Regions from separate parts of the Mus musculus genome. Here regions 1, 2 and 3 are each linked to region 4. A link is a contact called in public Hi-C and HiChIP or PLAC-seq data. All regions are on one chromosome and are shown on one strand. The core of a region is the stretch at or near the end of the contact, and the rest is flanking DNA. Distances in the headings are between cores, read along the strand shown. Region 1 overlaps Gm38934 (a long non-coding RNA gene). Region 2 has its middle 9.8 kb from the start of Wfdc21. Region 3 overlaps Tada2a (transcriptional adaptor 2A). Region 4 holds the start of Ddx52 (DExD box helicase 52).

What was found. Hi-C and Micro-C count contacts between places; a contact is called where the count stands out from the background. HiChIP or PLAC-seq counts read pairs in DNA pulled down with a chosen protein or histone mark.
Region 1: a contact with region 4 is called in a Hi-C map of extraembryonic endoderm stem cells, with 4 times the contacts expected there. The contact joins the enhancer-like site here to the promoter of Ddx52 in region 4. A contact is called at or near these places in 30 of 39 promoter capture datasets (the 3T3-L1 cell line, 3T3-L1-derived adipocytes, the C10 cell line and 18 more), 6 of 15 datasets of contacts at CTCF or cohesin (the NIH/3T3 cell line, large pre-B cells, liver and 2 more), 154 of 484 Hi-C or Micro-C datasets (the 3T3-L1 cell line, 3T3-L1-derived adipocytes, the 4T1 cell line and 101 more), 54 of 115 datasets of contacts at active chromatin or transcription factors (the 230-238 cell line, the HPC-7 cell line, the SCID.adh cell line and 38 more) and 5 of 9 other capture datasets (adipose tissue, embryonic tail, liver and 2 more).
Region 2: an H3K27ac HiChIP or PLAC-seq map of microglia shows a contact between it and region 4, with 3 times the contacts expected there. The contact joins the enhancer-like site here to the promoter of Ddx52 in region 4. A contact is called at or near these places in 6 of 39 promoter capture datasets (the C10 cell line, hematopoietic stem and progenitor cells, liver and 3 more), 2 of 484 Hi-C or Micro-C datasets (cortical neurons and double positive thymocytes), 6 of 115 datasets of contacts at active chromatin or transcription factors (the 230-238 cell line, bone marrow-derived macrophages, forebrain and 3 more) and 3 of 9 other capture datasets (adipose tissue, liver and macrophages).
Region 3: a contact with region 4 is called in an HNF4G HiChIP or PLAC-seq map of pancreatic cancer cells. The contact joins the enhancer-like site here to the promoter of Ddx52 in region 4. A contact is called at or near these places in 5 of 39 promoter capture datasets (the HPC-7 cell line, embryonic stem cells and liver), 13 of 484 Hi-C or Micro-C datasets (embryonic stem cells, extraembryonic ectoderm, liver and 1 more), 4 of 115 datasets of contacts at active chromatin or transcription factors (bone marrow-derived macrophages, embryonic stem cells and pancreatic cancer cells) and 1 of 9 other capture datasets (pancreatic islet).

What each region holds. Positions count from the first base shown.
Region 1 is chr11:83,803,118-83,806,199 of GRCm38.p6, forward strand. It overlaps Gm38934 (a long non-coding RNA gene), which reads right to left. Exons shown (of 3, transcript XR_880088.2): 3 at 1,256-1,579. Among named protein-coding and RNA genes, the nearest start is that of Gm38934, 6.4 kb to the right of the region's middle. Within about 2 kb of position 1,719, at least 4 of the 459 cell types and tissues checked have an H3K27ac peak or open chromatin away from gene starts, as enhancers often do. A contact at or near this core is called in the N1E-115 cell line and extraembryonic endoderm stem cells, where this site is marked.
Region 2 is chr11:83,735,588-83,738,767 of GRCm38.p6, forward strand. No RefSeq gene overlaps it. Among named protein-coding and RNA genes, the nearest start is that of Wfdc21, 9.8 kb to the right of the region's middle. Within about 2 kb of position 1,689, at least 57 of the 459 cell types and tissues checked have an H3K27ac peak or open chromatin away from gene starts, as enhancers often do. A contact at or near this core is called in the 230-238 cell line, bone marrow-derived macrophages, liver and 1 more, where this site is marked.
Region 3 is chr11:84,099,530-84,102,562 of GRCm38.p6, forward strand. The region is part of intron 8 of Tada2a (transcriptional adaptor 2A); the gene reads right to left. Among named protein-coding and RNA genes, the nearest start is that of Tada2a, 29 kb to the right of the region's middle. Within about 2 kb of position 1,597, at least 21 of the 459 cell types and tissues checked have an H3K27ac peak or open chromatin away from gene starts, as enhancers often do. A contact at or near this core is called in pancreatic cancer cells, where this site is marked.
Region 4 is chr11:83,940,395-83,943,367 of GRCm38.p6, forward strand. Ddx52 (DExD box helicase 52) reads left to right here and starts at 1,696. Exons shown (of 15, transcript NM_030096.2): 1 at 1,696-1,870; 2 at 2,849-2,973. The coding sequence starts at 1,784.

The sequences.
Region 1 (3,082 bases), core at 469-2,968, 140 kb before region 4:
AGAAAAGACCAACGCTACAACACAGCCTCAGATGCACAGCATCCCACCCCAACCCAGGGTCACTCACACTATACTGCCCACACAACCATGTGTCACAGGTGCGACTCTAGCAGGCTCTACCTGTGTGAACACTGTGTGGCAGGAGAGAGGAGAAGACAGAAGAAGCAAGCTGAGAAAATTCACCAGGAAGGGGCCCATGGGAAGTCACCTAGTCACGCCAGCTCTGCTACAGGACTACTCTCCTTTAAAGAGGAGGAAAGCTGGAGGGTCAGAAGCCTCAGTCTTAAGCTTCTATGTCTGCCTTCTTACAGGATGCGTGGCAGAACACCCATCCCTTACCGCATACATCTGCTGACACATTGAGAGGAATCCACTTGCTTGTGTCCCGAAACCCATTCAAAGTAGAACAGCCCTGTAGGACTCTGCTTTCAATATTGGGACAAAAAGAAAGATAAGCTTCATTTGACAAGGGAGTGGGGCTCTGGTGGCGCAGGGGCCTCTTGGTCGAGTGATGACAAGCTGTTTAAGGTTTCGGGCTCTCAGGATTTTAGAGAAGATCACGAGGTTGCCGTCTGTGGAACAGGCACACATTCCTGTGCCTCCCCTGGTCCTTCTTTCCCTTTCCTTATAGAGCTGGGAACCAAACCCAGGGCCTTTCACATGCCGGACAAATGCTCTCCCATTGAGCTACATACTCATCTCCTCTCAGGGGCTGATAATTAATTAGACTCACACTTAGAAAACTTTGGGACTTAAAGGAATATGTTGCTTACCAGCCTTATAAGAAGGGTCTCTGAGGGAGCCAGCAGGATGTCTTTGCTGCCAAGCCTGAGGACCCGAGGTCAATCCCTAGGACCTATCTGGTGGAAGGCAAGAACAAGTTGTCCTCTGACCTTAACACACACTCTGTGGCAGGCCCCCTCCATACACAAAGGCAAATAAACAAATGTAATTTTAAAAAAATAATAAAATAAAAATCAAAGAATGATCAGTGAGTGTCTGAAGGCCTTAGGTCAGTGGTTCTCAACCTGTGGGCCGCAACCCCTTCACAGAGGTGTCACCTGAGACAGTCAGAAAACAGGTATTTGCATTTCAATTCATAACAATAGCGAAATTAAAATGAAGTAACAAAAAAACGTATGGTTGAGGGGATTACCACAACGTGAGGAATTAGAGGGTCGCAGCATTTGAACCACTGCCTTAGATGAACACGTGGATCATGAGAGGGAAAACAGCGAGACATTTTCGGACCATCCTCACAACACTCAAGGCACACAGACCGAGCAGAAGGACCGGACCCCTGCTCCGGAAGTGAATTGAACATCCTGACAGACTGAAGCAGGCTATCCTTACTCCCCCCAGGAAGTTCCTTCCCTGATCTGCATGGAATCACTCTGCACACATTGTTTGAGGACCTTTTCTATGCCATGAGCCGCAGATAAAAATACCAGACGGCAAGTGGGAAAACAGACTGGGGTTCGGAGATAGCGTAGCACGAGAGGCAGCGGAGCCTGGAGCCTGGGCGGTCCGACTGCCACAGCAATTCGAATTCAGATCCTCTTTTCAAGGAGATGAGAATCTAGGGAGAACAGATAAACGAGTCAATAATTGAGTGAAGCTGTATCAGCGCTAGAGATGAGGAATACAGACAGGCTGGGGAGGCTCAACCAGCCGGAGATGAAGAGGCAAGCCACGGAGGCAGTAACAAAGGGCCTTTTATACACACGGAAGATTAGATTTGATTTTGAAAGCCACAAGGAGCCACTTCAGGATGCTAAACGGAGAGAGCAAGGAAGGTCTTGGAAAACGTGACTGAGCTCATTGGAGCCGCATTGTGGGAAACGGATTGGAGGCTACCGAAGTAGAAACTAGTGATAGTATTCAAAAAGGTCTCCCATGCCTGCTCCAGCTGTGTCCCCAACCCCCTCCAGCTGTTCTCCGGGGACATGAGCTGTTGTATGGTGGCATTTGGCTTCACTAGCTTGGCTCCCTGTTCTGCACCTCTCTTCTACTTTATAGGTAAATTTTCTAAATTCTTGAGCTGTCTTTAGCTTGTCCTTTTGCCCTCTCTAAGGCCCGGCCTTCCCTGTGTAGCCTAGGCTCACACTTCTGCCTCCACAACCTGAATACTGGGGTTTCCAGATACGCACTAGCAAGGGACAACCAGGCCTTGTCCTTAGGTGATGAACACAGTCAGGCTTCCTGTAGGGGCAGGGAGATCCAGAGGACTCAGTGTACAAAGCCTCAAAAGTCAACCCAAGTTGTAGAGGACCCCTGGAAATTCTGGGACCAGGGAAAGTAGCAGGCTCTAAGTGGAACTGGCCTGAGAGGGAGGCCAGGCATGGCTGCAGGTGGCAGAGCCACAGGGGTGAGGCTCCCCAAGCCTGATGGATGTCTCATCCTGCCATCGTGTGCCCCAGAGGGCAGACATGGGACTACAGTATGTGTACCCTGCTGGGTTTCTTTCGGTCTTGCTTTAATCAGGTCTTTCCTTGATATGCCCCCAATCTCCATATTTGGGTGCAAAGTGCTCGCTCTGTGCCATTGAATATTAGAATAAGTACCTTGGATTGAGGTGGACTTTTTTTCCCCCCAATTTTAGAGCGACTCACGGCTAAGGTCTTTTAGAAGAGCTTTGAGCGTTGGACTTTTGAACAGTGCATTTGTGGAGACTCTTTAAGTAGGACTGAATGTATCTTGTGTTAGGAGATGACCGTGGGCCTACAGGTGCTACAGGCAGAGTGTTCTGGTTTTGAATCTGAAAAAAATTCCCATGGGCTCATGTGCCAAACCCTTGATCCCAGCTGGCGGCACCGTGCGCGGAGGGAGGCTGTGAAACCTTTGGTGGCCAAAGGTGATTGGAGGTGATTTGCTGGTGATAGCCCAGCTCTGAATCCCAGGCAGCCAGGAAACAAGCAGCTGCTCTAGGTCTCCAACCAGCACAGACTGAGGGTTCCTACTGCGGCCCCTTCTTTATGCCCTTCATGTCAGTGACTATGTCCCTTCAAACTGTGAGCTAAAATAAGTCCTTATTCCCCGAGGTTGCCTCTGTCAGAAATTTTGGCCACAACAACCTCCCTTG
Region 2 (3,180 bases), core at 439-2,938, 200 kb before region 4:
TGTCCGCATGGGAGCTCGGATGCAAGGAAAGCTGTGACTTCCCTCTCTTCTCAGAAGTGATATTGCTGTCACCTGGATGGAAGCAATGAATCAGAAATTGAGAAGCAGATTAGACTTTTAGCCCTGGCGCATTGTGTGTTTGATATGTTCTGGCTTCTACGTGGTCATCTCTTTAACTGTGTAAAGGAAAATCACAGATACCTTAGGAAGGCAGCACCCCAGCACTGCGGAGCCATGACAAGGAGATCCTCTCTTTTGCCTCACACTTTCTCCTTCTCCATGGTCAGGAAAGTGGAATTGTAGATGACAAGTCCACTCCTCAAGCATCTTGTCAGTCTAAAAATAAAAAGTATGTGTAAGGTGAAGCCATCATTTAGCCATGAGCATTAACTCAGAAAACCTGGGCCTCATCCCCCTAGACACAGGAGCCTCATAGCTAGGCCATGGCGGGTGGGTGTGGCAGGACCACGTGTGTGCACTCTGGTTTCCCAACACCATGAGGATGCCAGTGTCTCTCTCTACTGATAGACACAGTGCTCACTTCTCCTGCATGCTATCAGAATAATACTTCCTGTGCTTGCTCTCTGATGCTGGAACATAAAAACATTGACCTACTCTGCACCCCCAAAAGACTGGTTGGCAGCTCCTCTTTAATTTGGCTCTCCCTCCTGTTCCCATTCTCCCCAGCAACTTTTTGTTGAGGTTGGTCTTGTGCACTGTGTATTCAAATGCTGAGTTCTGTGCCCCACGATGGGGTTGCAGTCTGGATATGGTCATTCTATTCACCAATGTGCTGTAAAGAATGCTCCTGAATTATCTCTGATTTGATAATAAAAGGCTAGAGCCTGTGACTGGGCAGGAGAGAGAGAAAAGTGGGACTTGAGATTGAGTAGGGGGGGGTCACAGGTAGGGACCGCGAGAGAAGGAAAACGGTAGGCTAAGAAGGCGGTTGTCATGAGGCAGGATAGACCATGAGGAAGAACCATTAGCAACTGGCCAAAAGAAACTCACATTGAAGACAAATATGGAACAGATCAAGGCTCAGCTGGCAAGTAATCCAGCATTTATCTGGTTATTAATAGCCTATTAGGGTTATAATAGTCTCAGGACCTGCCCAGTTTAGGTTGTTAAAAAATTCTGATGTCTTTGTGTTGTTTACTTGGGAGCTAACTGGGGAAAGAGTGTGGCAGAAACCACACCCCTATACAATTACTTTAGTACCTTTCCCCCTCCCTTCTCTGAACAGATGCACCACAACCATAGCTGTTCTATAAACTACAATCCCCAATTGTCACTCTCTGCTGTCCACGGGAAATGTTTCAGGTTTTCTCTCCTGCCCCACGTAGTTTCTTCATATCATTCATGCTATCAAATTGATGCAAAGTCCTTATCTTTTTCTTTTCTCTGTTTTTTTTTCTTTTTGGTAGGGCCTCCATAACTATCTGATTGGATAATGAAAGGCTTAAACTTGATAGTTGATTCTCTAAGTATAAGTAACAGAAGCAGACAAATATTAAAGCGAGGGAAGCCATTTCTTCAAGAGGACACATGTGTGTCACAAGGACCACTCCTTGCTCCCTGCCCCTTGTCTCTGTTTCTCAAATACATTACCTAGCACCCACTGCCAAGAAGAGACTCCGGCATTTCTACTATTGCAACAACATAAGGACAGAGGCCTTGACCCAGCATATTAGATGTCTGCCCTTGACTGGGGTTTAGAGCTGTAGTGACACAAAGCAGTTTTTGCCTTTAGTTGGCCCTTGGTAATGAATCGATAGGTACAAAACAAAGTGATGAAATCATGGAAATGCAAATCAAAACCACAGGAGACACCATCTCACCCCAGTCAGAGCAACTTTTATAGAAAGCCCCAAAATAGCAAAACTAGTGAGGCTGTGGAGAAAGGGGAACTCCCATTTGGGCACTCTCGGTAGGAATGTAAATTAGTACAGCTATTACAGAAAACAGCACAAGAGTTCCTCAAAACCATGAAACAAGACTGCTATCAGATTCAGCAATCCCACTGCTGGGCATTGAAATGAGATGAAATCATTATATCAAAAACATATCTGCAGTCCCTGTTACAGCATTATTCACAATGGCCGGGATGTGGAATCAACCAAGGTATCCACTGGTGGATAAACACACAACTACATATTGGTGGTAGGACTGTGTGTAGTCATGAAAAGACTGATGTACTATTATCTGCAATGACATGGCCAAAGCCAAAAGACACTGTGTTAATCGAAGTAAGCCAGGCTTATGCAGACAAATGCTGTGTGTTCTCATTCACTATAGGAACAAAATGTTGATAACATGAAAGTAGAGAGCAGAACAGAGGTTGTCAGGAGCTATCTAGGAATACTATAGGGGAGGAAGGGTTTGGACAATTAGCACCAAAACACAGTAGAAGACTGAATCCTTGGTCTCACAGCACACTACCTCACTCTGAGGTCCACACCAATTTCTTATCTGTAACTATAAGACTATTAAAGAGTGAAGGTTCCCAAAACAGGGTGATCAGTGTTTGACACGCATGGTGATGGTCCTGGTCTGATCACTACATGTATATATGAATGGAACTATCACACAGTGCACACAAGTATGTACACATGATACATGCTAATCTATAACTTTCAATTTTATGCAAGAGTTAAAGTGTTACAAAACTATAGGTCAAAAGATCAGCTCTGTCTGTAAGTTTATGTTTTTGAAATAAATACCATTAGTAGTTTGGTAGGCATTATTCCCATTTATATTCTATGGTATGTCAGTAACTGTATTATTTTATATATTCACTACAGTCTATAATAATACTGTCTGGGAGCAGACCCATTTTCTCACTGCCAATCATCCTTCCAGGGACATATCTCAGAGGTCTGTCTGTGTTCATGGTGTCATTTCTGTGCAGATTGCTGCCAAAGGACCTGGATCTGTGGAATCATATATCAAGAAGGACATGGTCATGTCTGCTCTGGTCATGTCTGTTCCCCCAGCCTGGGAACCAGGTGGAAGCACCAAGCCCTGCCCAGGTCCCCACCCCACACAGCCCAGTGAGCGCATGCCTAGCTCTGCCCTGGCTTTCCTTACTTCCATGGTTAGTGCTCAGGCTCTGTGCTCTCAAGTCTGTGAAGAGTAGATCACAGACACTTTCCCAGCCTTTCTTGAGCACAGAACACT
Region 3 (3,033 bases), core at 347-2,846, 160 kb after region 4:
AATTACTTAACTTTACATATTTCTTTTAATGTAAAAAGAGAACATTGTCTATTCCCACTTCTCCATGTGGTGCAGCTATATAAGATTACAAATGTGAGCTAAGGAAAGAAACAGCAACAAAAATATTAAGGATGGATGTCGTAGGTGTACTGGCTCTTGCCTCTAATCCCAGCACTCACTCGGAAGGCCATCACAGAAGAGCAGCTTTAAATTTGAGGCTAACTTACGCTACAGTGTAAAACCATAACTCAAACAAACAAAAAACCAAAAAAACAAAACAAAACAAAACAAAAAACCAAAAAAACAAAACAAAACAAAAACAAACGAAAAAGAGGGGCCACTGAGATGGTTCAGTAATAAAGACACATACCACCAAACCAGACAATCTGACTTTGATCCCTGAAATTCACATGATGGAAGAAGAGAGCCAACTCCTACAAGTTGTCCTCTGACCTCCATATTAGTGTCATGGCATACACACATGCACACACATACCACACACATAGAACTAAATAAATTACCCCCGCAAAACACCCTCAAAACCAACAAAATCTTGATGGTATTGTACAATGCTAAGGACAGACTTGAGAATGGTTCTGCTACTTGCTGCTTGTATATAATTTCCAGTTTCTCCATCTGTAAAGCCAAAATAATGGTAACTCTCAACTCAGAGGGTCTTGTAAGTATTAGATGACTTCACAGAGCTAAGTGAAGTGGTGCATACCATAAGCCATGCAGTAGGCTAAAACAGAAAAAAAAGAGTTTGAGAGCAGCTTAGGTTACATAGCAAGACCCTGTTCCAATAGAAAAAAAATTCATATATGTGAAGGACTTAAAATGGCACCTGGCAAACAGTAAATGAAATATATCTTAGCTATTAATAGTAGTATTAATGTTAGTATTATTATAGCATTTCTACCTATGCATATACAACTGGTTTCTATAAAATGAGAGACAGTAACAAGTGAATGCAGAAAGATCTGCTGGACCTCTGGTATACAGTTAAAGGTCTAAAAGCTGGGAATTTAAATAGAAGAAATACACTGTGGAGAATAAAGGGGGTCCATGGCTGGCAGAGGAGCCTTGATGAAGTGAAGTTTCACAGAGAGATGGCATGCATGTTTGGCATGGTGGCACATGAGTGAAGTATCAGTGTGTGAAAACAGACGGACACAGCAGGATTCCAGGACAGCCTGATCCACAGGGCAAGTTCTAAGTCAGCCTTGGCGACAGAGTTAGTCTGAAACCAACCAGCCAGAGGGAGCGCAAACTATGCTAGCATATAACCCTGAGAAGCCTTGCAAACCCTGACTCAGCCCACAGTGCCTGGTGCCTTCACTTCCCTGGGTTATAGGACAATAACCAGAAAGACGATCCACCCATAAGTTTAGGACCCTGGGACATTTTAAGAAAGGGGTTGTCCACATATTTAGAGAGATTTTTTTCCGCAGATAAAAAGAGGTGAGCCTAGTGGGCCGGCTCACTAAGCATCTGCCTGGAAATCTCACAGTGTCACAAGACTGGAGACTTAATGAGTCCTCGTTTCTTTCTGCACCAGCAATAGCTTATGTCAACAAGGTAGGAGACAGTACCACTCACGAGACTACAGAACTTCCTTATTTTCCTCAGACATTGCTGTACGGGACATGCGTTTCCTGGACCCATGGTAGGAACCTTCTGGTATACTTGGAATGTAATTAACTATCACTCTATTGCACCCATGACTCTATAATAGACTACAAAGCTGACTTTATTGGATAAATTCCATGAATCAACACAAATCTTTGGGTGACACAAAGAAAGCTTGTTGGCATCAGCCCAAATTCCTTTCAGTATTATGAGTGAGGGAGTCTGAAAGGAATGTTGCTAATGCCCAGCTGTATTAGAAGTACAATGGTATGGAATAATAACACCAGCCTGCATTGCACACCATCATCCACTGGACACATGTACACCCTGACTAATTGGTGTCATTCTTCACTGATATGGGACACAAAGAAACAGGACTCCAAGGACTTGCCCAGGATTCCACAGTGACTCAGAAGCAAGCCCAAGCTTGAATCAATGTCCCGATTCCCACCAATCTGTGCCCCTCCGTGTGCCAGGTATGCTTAAACGTTCCTTCTTGTTCCTTCCTGAGTCTCTTGGGCTCTTGGACTACTTTAGTTATTGTTCTGAGAGATTGCTGGGGACAGCATGTGTCAGCCATGGCTATGCTGTCAGAAAGGCTACTCAAAGAGCTCAGAGCCATAAACAAGGTACTGACAGTGTGCTGCCAGGAAGACACGCCCTTGATCTCCAGTGCTTCCCAAATAGTCTCTTTAAGAGCAGTTATCTGTGTATCATACAGTTCACAACACTCAGTCTCCAGTGTGGAGGAAAGTGACACATCCCAGTAAATGCAGCACCCAGGAGCTGGACATAGAATCAGGAGTTCAAAACTATCCTTGCCAAAAAAAAAAAAAAAAAAAAAAAAAACACCAACCAACCAACCAAACAAACAAACAAAAAAGTTGGGCGGTGGTGGTGCATGCCTTTAACCCCAGCACTTGGGAGGCAGAGGCAGGCAGATTTCTGAGTTCGAGGCCAGCCTGATAACAGAGTGAGTTCCAGGACAGCCAGGGCTACATAGAGAAACCCTGTCTTGAAAAACCAAAAAAAAAAAACCCAAAACTCTCCTTGGCTATAAGGCAAGTTTGGGACTCTAGGCTATGTAAGACGCTGTCTCCATTTCTAACATGGGAAGCGGAGCTGGGGAAACAGATCAGTCGGTAAAGCTCTTAACCTGAACCCACTTGAAAGAAAGGCTGGGCGTGGTGGCACATACTTACAATTCTCGGGGAGTTGGAGACAGCCACATCCCCAGGGCTCACTGTGCATCTAGTCTAGTCTACCTGGCAAGTTCTGGCTAGAGTGAGAGGCTGTCTCAAGAAAAAGACGGGGCAGCACCTGAAGAATGACTCCTAAGGTTGCCATCTGACTTCCAGATATATGTGTACAGGCATACACACAGGAGCACAAATGTATACCTAA
Region 4 (2,973 bases), core at 446-2,945:
CTCTCTAGGGAACCATTAATACCATGGGGCTATAACTGGATGGGAGAGACCATAACCTCCACTGTATTAACGTGGATAAACTTTGGTCCTGCCTAAGCTAAATGCTACAAACGTCTTCACAGCCTTATCTGTTCTTCTGCATGGGTTCTCAGGATCAAAGTCAGATCATCAAGTTTGCAGGGTTGGTGTCTACCTGTTGAGCCATCTTCCTGTCTCCTCAAAATACTATTTATAGAGAGGGAGTAAATATATTTAAAAGAGTAAGATGTCCCCACTGTTAGCTGTAAGGAGGAGTCAGGGAAGAGATTTTCATGACATCTTATGCTCACTCCACATCTGCTCTCCTCGAGAATGAAAGTCTCACTAGAACTGAACTTTCCCCCTCTCCTCTCTATATCATAGATCTATCCACAAATGATATGGACATATGATGTTTGAGTCTATGCATTGTATTATTTATATTTTGATGTCTCCCAGTTTTGTTTCTCCAGCCTTCAGTCCTGAGCTTCAGACTCTTGGGTCCAAGTACCTAATTGGATGTCTTCACTTAATCAAGTAGAGATCTACATGTCTACAAACGTAACAATTCCATGATTCTCATTCTCACCAAAAGGCTGCTCTTCCTTTCTTCTTAGTTCAGTAAATGGCATGCCATCATCCCAGCTCAAACCACAATATTTAGCTACCTCTGGATCCATTTCCTCACCCTACACAAACTCCATCAGGTACATTAAACTCTATATCCAAACTGTAGCCCAAATCCATCCACATTTGAATAGCTATCAACCCAGATAAAAGCAACAGCTACTTTAGTCTCCATTTCTACTCTTATCTGTTCCATGTCCCTTCTCCAAATAACTCCAAATAATCATGTATGGCCCTTTCACGAATTCATTCATCAAACATTTATGGAAAGCAAACAGAACCAGGGATACAATCATAAAGCAAAAATAGATCTTCATGTTTGTGGACTTACATTCCAGAAGACAGGTTATACAAAACTTAAAAAGTCGAGTAGTTCAAACACAATGAGAATGAATCTAAAAATCAAATGGGATAAACTAAGATAGTTGCTCCTTCCATGAATTTTGGTTTTGCAGCATGTTTAGATTAAAACCTAAATACTTCATCATGCCCTTGTTACAGCGTTGAGACCTGGTTTGTTTGCCCCTGTAAGCTTAGCTCCAGCTACTCCAATTTTCTTTCCTTTCTTCATTTCTTCCTTCATCCCTCCCCCCACCCACCCCCTTTTCCTTCTTTCTGTGGCACTGGAGAGCAACTCAGATCGGCTTCTGTTCTAACAAGGTTTCAGATCCGTTTCCTTCTTCAGATGGGTTTTCTCTTCCCTGGAATGCTGTTCCCATGTCTTGGGAAAGTGGCCCCTTCTCAGTTCAAATTTGATTGAATTTAACCAATCTAACTAAACTAGCTTCTACCCCTTCTCAACCCATCACAGCTTTTAATTTGCCTCACGATGCTTTCCATTTTCCTCAGTTACAGTAACTGGTTAATAGTATCTCTGTCCTTTCTAAACGGTAACCGAAAATGCAGAATATTGGCGTGTTGCTCATCAAACTATCACTAAACGTCTAGCACACTCCCACGCACAAGAAGCGTCGATTTTGGATTTTGTGAACGAATTCCCAGCTCACACGTTTTCCACGCCTATCACAGCCAGGCTCCGCCTCCTGGAGCGACTTCCGCTACGGCCTGTGCGGAAGCAGTCGCGGATAGAAAGTGGTAAACGCAGGCGCCGGGAGGCCGTGGGGCCTTCTGGGTAAAGATGGATTCCTACGACCTGTTTCGCCGGCTTGGAGCCGGCGCCAAGTTCGACGTGAAGCGCTTCTCAGCAGACGCTACTCGATTCCAGGTACTTTCTGTACGCGGGGAGCCGCGTGACCGAGAAGGGGCGGGATCCGGAGATTGAGACCGCCGCCAACCGGGCAGCCGGCGCGCTGGAGACCCCGAGGCCAGGCTCCGATCACCCCCAAGCATTTCCCTCCTGGGATTTAGCTTAACCTAAGATTTACCCCAGACTTCTGAAGGACTGTTTACTGAGCCCCGGTAGACTCAGTTGAGCCTGGCACAGACATTTTGATTCCCAGGTATCTTACTTTACTCACAAAGTTGGAATCCTTTCCGAGACCCCTCTTAGAAACTAAGAAAGCACGCTTTCACTGTAAGCTACCCAAGTTTGACTTAATGTACAGATAGCTGTACTGCAGTGGAGAGTTGGGGTGTTTTGTTTTGTTTTTTCATCACTCTAACCAACCACATTTTAAGTAGCCAACCAAAAGTGTGATCCTGATATGCGGGGGGTTTCTTAAAGAAGTAGTGAGCATGAAAGGAAGTCAGTTGGGACTCACTTGTGAAACATTTTAAACATAAGCCTTACTGTAAAATACAGCCTTTGTGGAGGGTGATGTCTGTGTTTCTTCGTCCTGACTGCAGTGTTGTGGTTACATTTGAACCCTGGAGCAGGGATTTCTGGGATCAAATGCAGGGCCTGCTAGTGAATACTTCTGAGATCTTCACTAAGTTACTTGCTGGTGCCTGGATTTTTTTTTCCCCTCTTCTGTCTCACTGCTATTTACCTTGTAGGGTTGGTGTGAGGATGAAGTAATTTAATATCTAATAAATATCCTTGACGTGTAGTAAATGTATATAAATATTCATTGTTGTTGTTGATAGGATTCTGTTTGCCTAAACACACTACTTAGCTCAACAGAATCTTGTTTGAAAAGGTTAAAAAGGCGAATTACTGAACCTGCGTCCTCCGTACAGCCAGTCACGGTTGGATGGAAACAGTTCTGGCAGTAAATTTCATTTAAAACTTTTGGGGTTTTAGGTAGGAAAAAGGAAATTCGATTCCGAGTCTTTGGAGGTCCTGAAGGGACTAGACTTCTTCGGAAACAAGAAGTCCGTCTCAGATGAATGTGGAGCATTGCAAATACACCAGGAGCCCCCAAATGA